Linked DNA regions of Mus musculus: region 2 is linked to region 1. The links are chromatin contacts, called in public promoter capture Hi-C maps. All regions are on one chromosome and are shown on one strand. The core of a region is the stretch at or near the end of the contact, and the rest is flanking DNA. Distances in the headings are between cores, read along the strand shown. Region 1 holds the start of Zc3h4 (zinc finger CCCH-type containing 4). Region 2 holds the start of Sertad3 (SERTA domain containing 3).

Region 1 (3,058 bases), core at 404-2,903:
ACCACCCTTCTCGCCTCCAAGGATGACGCCACTGGCTGAGTTATGTAGTGACGTCATCTCCGGGCCGCCTCTTCTCCAGCCCCTCTTCGGGAACGACCGACTCCTGGGACCGGTCTCCGGCTTTCGGTTAAATTTTTTCCCCTCCCATTATTCTCCCACCTAAAACTTTGGGCTCTTCCCGCCTTCCTTCAAACTAGCAATTTTCGGCTCTTCTCGCTTGCTTTGGGGGCGAGTTCCTGAAAGTCATTTACCCTTGAGTTAATTAATCGCCTTTCTAGCCCCACCCGTTCAGCTTATTCGCTAATTCCTATTCGCTCCGCTCAATGTATTTCGGCTACTTCCGCCTCCTCCCGGGATCCCTTCCCTGACTTCGGCTCTTTCCGGACTCTCGCCTCGCCCCCCCCCAGGGGGGGGCTTCTCCCATCCCGAAGCGCTTCGGCTATTTCCGGCTCTCCCGGCCTTCCCTAGCCCCGCCCCCACGACCACCCTTGGTCCTTTAGGTGGGTCTCTGATCCGCTCCGCGTTGCTGCAGTGACCTAGATCTTCCCTCGGCTCTTTCCGGCTTTTTTCAGAGTCTCGTTAATCTCAGCTGTGTTCGGCTCTTTCCGTGCCCTCTCCTCCGCCTCGCCCTTCCGCTTCGGCTCTTTTCGCCGACTTTCGGGCGGGCTGGCTCTGCCCTTCTCCACGTGACGCTCCTCCGGCCTCTCCGCTACCCCCTCCCTCCACGCCCTTCCTCCGGCTTCAGCCTCCGTGCTTGTCCCGGCTGTGCCGCCATTTTGTGTGAATTCCTGACCGCGGCGGGGGCCCGGCAGCTGGGGCATCTAGGGCGGGCAGACAGTCGGCCCATCTCCATAGCCCGATCCCTCTTCTCCCCGATTTTTTTTTAACCATCCCCCCTGCTCGCTCTCCTCTCCCCCCCTTTCCCTTCGCTTGCTCCGTCGCGCGCGGGCCCGCGCTAATTACACCCAACCACCCACCAGTGTCCGTGTCCCCCGGGTCTCAGGCCTTGGGGGGCCGCGTGTGTGTGTGCGTGCGTGTGTGGCGGAAGGGGACCTCTCGTCCCGATGAGGGTCCCGTGCCCGTGAGCGAGTGACCTCAGGGCCAGGCTGCGGAGAAAGCAGGCGGCGGGCGGCCTTGCCGGGGCCTAGGCCTCGCGGCCTACGTGGAAGTCGGCTCAGAGGTGACTCCGAAACCGAAAAAAAAAATACTCGATATCGATCTATGTATCTATATGCCCAGTTCCCATCAGGAGGCCCCGGAGCGCTGAAGTGTGCCCCTCCCGCCACGCCCAAGCAGTCCTTTTTGGTGCATTAACATCCCCTCCCCCTCAAAGGAACGATGGAGGCCGTGCCCGGGACCCCCCCGCCGCCGCCATCAGAGTCGCCACCGCCGCCATCGCCACCGCCGCCATCAACGCCTTCGCCTCCTCCGTGTTCCCCCGACGGCCGCGCGGCCACCCCGCACCTCCTCCACCACCGCCTCCCGCTCCCTGACGACAGGTCAGGCCCCCCGGCCTGGGCCGGGCAGCGTCCCCCGTGGGAGGGGGGGAGGAGGAGGAGGAAGGGGACGGCCGCCATGTTGGGCCGGGCCGCGGAGGAGGAGGAGGAGGAGGAGGAAGGGCGGGGTCGGTGGGTGTCTCTAGCTCGCTCGCTCTTTCTCGCTTCGCTTTCTCTCCCGGCCTCATGCGTTGCCCCCCCTCGCGGCGTTCGCCCGCTCTCCCTCGCTCTCGCTCTGTCTTTTTTTGGGCGCCATGCTGAGGGGAAGGTGAGGAGGCGCCCCCCGGACCCCCCGCGCCCGCCGGTCTGTCGGTCCGTCCGCCCGCCCGGGGCACGGGCCGCCAAGGGGGTGGGCTTGCCGAGGCCCATCAGCCTCCTCGGCCGCCCCTGCTCCGGGAGCTGGCCGTCAGCGGCCTGTCGCCTGGCTTCGGGGAAGGCTTTTGGGGGAGGGGCCCCCGGATTCTCTTGTTTTAGGGGCATCTCCAGCTTGCAGCTCCTCTCTTAAGGGGTTCGGAGTTGGGGGTCTTCCCAATCCCCTACAGTATCCTTTCTCCTGGGGGACGCATACCCTGTCCATTTTGGATAGGTACCCGAGTCTAACGGAGGCAGAAAAATGGGGGTTTGGATCAGCCTTCGCTCTTTCGTTCTAAGGAGGACTCCTTAGGATGGGGGCTCTGGTGCACTTTTAATTTTTTGGCGGGAGGTATTTTCTAGCTTCTCCCTAGAAGGCAGGCAGGTAACGGGTGCATTTCCAGCTCTTTTGATTAAATCCCCTGACCTTCTTTGGAAACCCTATTGGTTTTTTTTTTTTTTTTGGGGGGTCCCTCTCTTTTTGTAGGTAGGTGACAGTCAGTGGTGGAGGGTCCTTAGTTTTAAGGTTTTTGTTTTTTTGCGGGGGGGTTGTATGAAGGTTGCTTTTCCTGCATTGGATAGTAGAGGAAGTTGGCCACCGCTTTCTCCGGGCATCGCCCCCTCTTTGGGGCAAAACAGGGTGCAATCGCCCCCTTGGGAGCAAAGATCTCCCCCGTGTGCTTTGGCAGGACGTGAACTGTGGCGCCTCTTGTCCTCTAGTGCGAAATGGGTTCCCCACGCCCTTCTCTGGCGGGTGATAATGGGACCAGCCCTGCGTGTTTTGAGGATGAGAGGTTTGGGGCCATTTTTGCCCTGCTGGAGCCGAAAGATAAGGGGTACATAGTTTGCTGATTCCTGGGAGCTGGAGTGAGTAGGTTTGAAAATAGGTGGGTTTCAGGGAGCAGAAAAGCTAGTCTTGCAGGCGGGGGTGGGGGTAGGGTGGAGAATGCGCTAGACAGAAGCCTCGCTCGCAGCCGTCAGGGAACCGCAGAGGACCCCTTCAGACCATGGGTCTCAGCCCTTTCTCCCCACTCCCACCTCCTGTTCTCCCTTTCTCCTTCACAGACCCTCCTTTGCCTTTTAAAAGAAATGCCACCCACATTCAAAGACACAGGTGCAGCAGTTTGGTGAGCTTTTTTTACAATTTTTTTTTTCCTGTTTTGTTCTAATTAAATGTATCGTCCTGGGAATCGCAGCCCTTCGCAGTCAAG
Region 2 (3,058 bases), core at 199-2,698, about 11 Mb after region 1:
AACAAACAACTAAACAAAGCAAAACCAAGAACATCTGAAGAACATTTGAGAGTCTGGCTGTCTCACTGCTGAGAGTGTGCCTTGAATTGGACCCTTGCAATAAGGTAAGGGAGAAAAGCCCTGTGTTTATTTCTTAGGAGATATTGGAAGCCATCTTAGAAAAACTGAAAGCAAGCTAGACAAGCTGGTAATGCCTAAATCCTAGCACTAGAAAAACGAAGCAGGAAGATGAAAGATTCCAGAATAGCTTAGGCTACACAGCAAAACGCTGTCTCAGAAAACAAACAAAAAAGTGGCTGGGGATGTAGCTCAGTGATAAGAGTACTTTGGCTAGCACCACCTCGGTGTTCCGTGCCCAACACCACAAAAACTAAGCAAAAGGAATTTTCTTTAGGGACACACCTGCAGCTCCAGGACTAGCAATATGGAAGCCAAGCATGATTAGAATTTCAAGGCCCTTGTCTACACTGGAGTCCTGCTTCACGAGACTGCCTAAAACAAAAAGAATCCGAAAGTGAGTCCTAGAAAACAGGAAGGAGGGTACCAGAGACCAAATAGTGAAGAGCAAGCTAACCCTTCACTACGAAACCATATCACAAAATTAAACACACACACACACACACACACAAAATTTTAAATCTTAGCTCAGTTCTACGGTGTTTGTTCAAAATGCTCAAATGTTAAATCCCCAAAACTAAAAATAATAATAATAATAATAAGTTTGAGTTTGTTCCCAGAGTTGTGAGCAGTCTTTAAGAGTAAACAGCAACAGGCAGACAAATGCGGAAAACGAAAGCGTTGCCTGGGATCCAGGAGGTTCCCCCAAACAAGCAGCAGACCCCTCTAGGTTAAGCATAGACTCCTCCTACAAGACGGGTTGGGGGTGGGGAAGCAGAGCTCCGCCAGCTAAGGGGCGGGGCTGCGGTCGTTCAGGCAACGCAAGCCGCATCATGCTATTGGCTGCTGTCTAGTGCGTCATCCCCCCCCCCGCCCTCCGGTTTGACCCAGCCTTCGGAACTCCGGGGGGCGTGGCCTCCACCATCTGCCCCAAGCCTGCAAAACCGCAGGGAGGGGAGAATGGTGTCACCCGGTGTCACTCTTCAGTGGGGTCTGGTATAAGGGGTCTGCAGTGAAACAGAGGAGTGAGAAACACAGCTGGGTCCAAAGTAGCAGTTCTGACGGCGTTACCAGACTCCACCGTGGAGACTCCGCTCCGCCCCCTGACCAGTAGCCAACCTAAACCGGACCCGGCCCAGTGATGGACGGGGCCTAGCATCCGTGGCTCCTCTTAGCCAATGGCGCCCCGCGGCGGGCAGGATTCCAACCAATCCTGGCTTGCGACTGGCCTCCGGGGAGGAGCCGAGTGGCCCCCAGCCAGACCCAGAGGCCCGGGGAAAGTGAGCCGGACTTCTACCCAGCACTGGTGGAACCCAACCCTGCAGGCTTGTCGGAGGTAGTCGTGGCGACCCTGGCAGCCGAGGTGAGGAGTGGCCGCCTGTGTGAGATTTCCCTGGAGTTAGAGGAGGACGGGGGCGCGCCCCCACGGTAGGCGGAAGCGGGGTATCCCGAGTGGAGAGCAGATTGGTGTGATTGATGGACATTGGAGGGTGGAAGGCTGAATTCCAGCATCAGCACCGAAGGGGGAGCAGGATTACTCAGGAGTTGGAGTTTGGAGAAGCCAGGAAAACGGAGAAAGAACTTTGGAGGAGAGTGTAGGACAGTTTGAGTCTCGAAGAATAGGCTGAGTTTGGAGTTCCACGGTGTTCTGGACAAAGTGAGCGTTTTAAGGCTAGGATATGAAGCATTTAGAGGAACCCGGGAACTAGAGGAACCGAGTATTGGATTCTGAGACGCCGTCGTGAGAAGGGAATGCCGGGGAAGAGTTCACTGACTGGGTCTCGGAGCCGGACTGGGTATTTGGAAAGCCAGAGTCATTTGAAAGTGGAGCCGAATGAGGGGAGATTTGGGACGAGGTCTCAGAATTGGGATATCCAGTTTCGCCGGCGGAACTATGTACCCGAGAGTTATTTGTCGTCTTTGGGCGATGTGATGGGATTTGGACCTCTGCACACCGAGGACAGTTTGGGGAAGAATCCAGAACTTCCTGGGGTGATAGGGACCCAGAGAAAACAGGTTTCTGACTGAAGCCTGGTGGGGGAGGGGCGCTCGGGGCGTGGAGCTCGGATTCACCGCCCCGAAGGCAGTAGAGGGCGGGGCTCGGCGGCCGCTGGGCAGCTGAAGTCCGGGTTCCCTTCCCCCACCAGCCGGAGCTCCCGTACGCATGCTCTCAGAGAGGGCGGGCGTGTCCAGTCTCTTGGGTGTGCTGGGCCTTCTGGGGATTGTAGTTCCAACGCGACAGCCGAAGCTCTGCCTGGAGCCTTTGGGTCCACAGTTCCCAGAAGGCCCTGAGGATACATTGAGGTGTTCTTGGGTCTGGTCTAGCGACCCAGGGAAGGGTGGTGCCTATAAAAAGAGATGATTGGGTTGGACTGGTCGCTAGAGGGTGCAGTTTGTGGTTAGTTTCGCTCTAGCTGGCTTTCCTTTGGGTCGGAGTTTGGGAAATACTCCCTCTCTTTTGAGAGGTCATAGACTCAATTGTAGGAAGCAGGTACGGACAGAAATATTCTTGTTAAAAAAGGAGAAAAAAAAAAGAATTTAAACACACACGTCCCAGCTAAGCCTCGTCTCACACACATTTAATCCCAGCCTTCAGGGAGGAAGAGGCGGTACGATATGAGTTCGAGACACAGCCTGATCCACATAGGGAGTTCCAGAGCAATACAGAGAAACCCTGTCTCAAGTTTGGGTTTGGTCCATTACTCTGTGCTCCATACCTGTTTGTCCTGTGACCTGTTAGGAAAAAAGTATTGTGGGAAAACAATAACAAGATCTATTGAGACCAGAGTTAGGATTTTCACTTTCCAAATGTTAAAATTGATTACCATAATGTAAATTCAACGTTGTGCCTACCACAGACAAGTGATACTCAAGCCATGCCCGGATGTTTTGGTGATTTGTTTTAGGGCTTTTTTGTTTTTCTGAGACAGGTTTGTCTGAC

What was found. Promoter capture Hi-C pulls out the DNA fragments that hold promoters and counts their contacts.
Region 2: a promoter capture Hi-C map of cranial neural crest shows a contact between it and region 1. The contact joins the promoter of Sertad3 here to the promoter of Zc3h4 in region 1. A contact is called at or near these places in 1 of 39 promoter capture datasets (cranial neural crest) and 1 of 484 Hi-C or Micro-C datasets (B cells).

What each region holds. Positions count from the first base shown.
Region 1 is chr7:16,399,543-16,402,600 of GRCm38.p6, forward strand. Zc3h4 (zinc finger CCCH-type containing 4) reads left to right here and starts at 1,654. Exons shown (of 14, transcript NM_198631.2): 1 at 1,654-1,764. The coding sequence starts at 1,751.
Region 2 is chr7:27,472,392-27,475,449 of GRCm38.p6, forward strand. It overlaps Sertad3 (SERTA domain containing 3), which reads left to right and starts at 1,449. Exons shown (of 2, transcript NM_133210.2): 1 at 1,449-1,480.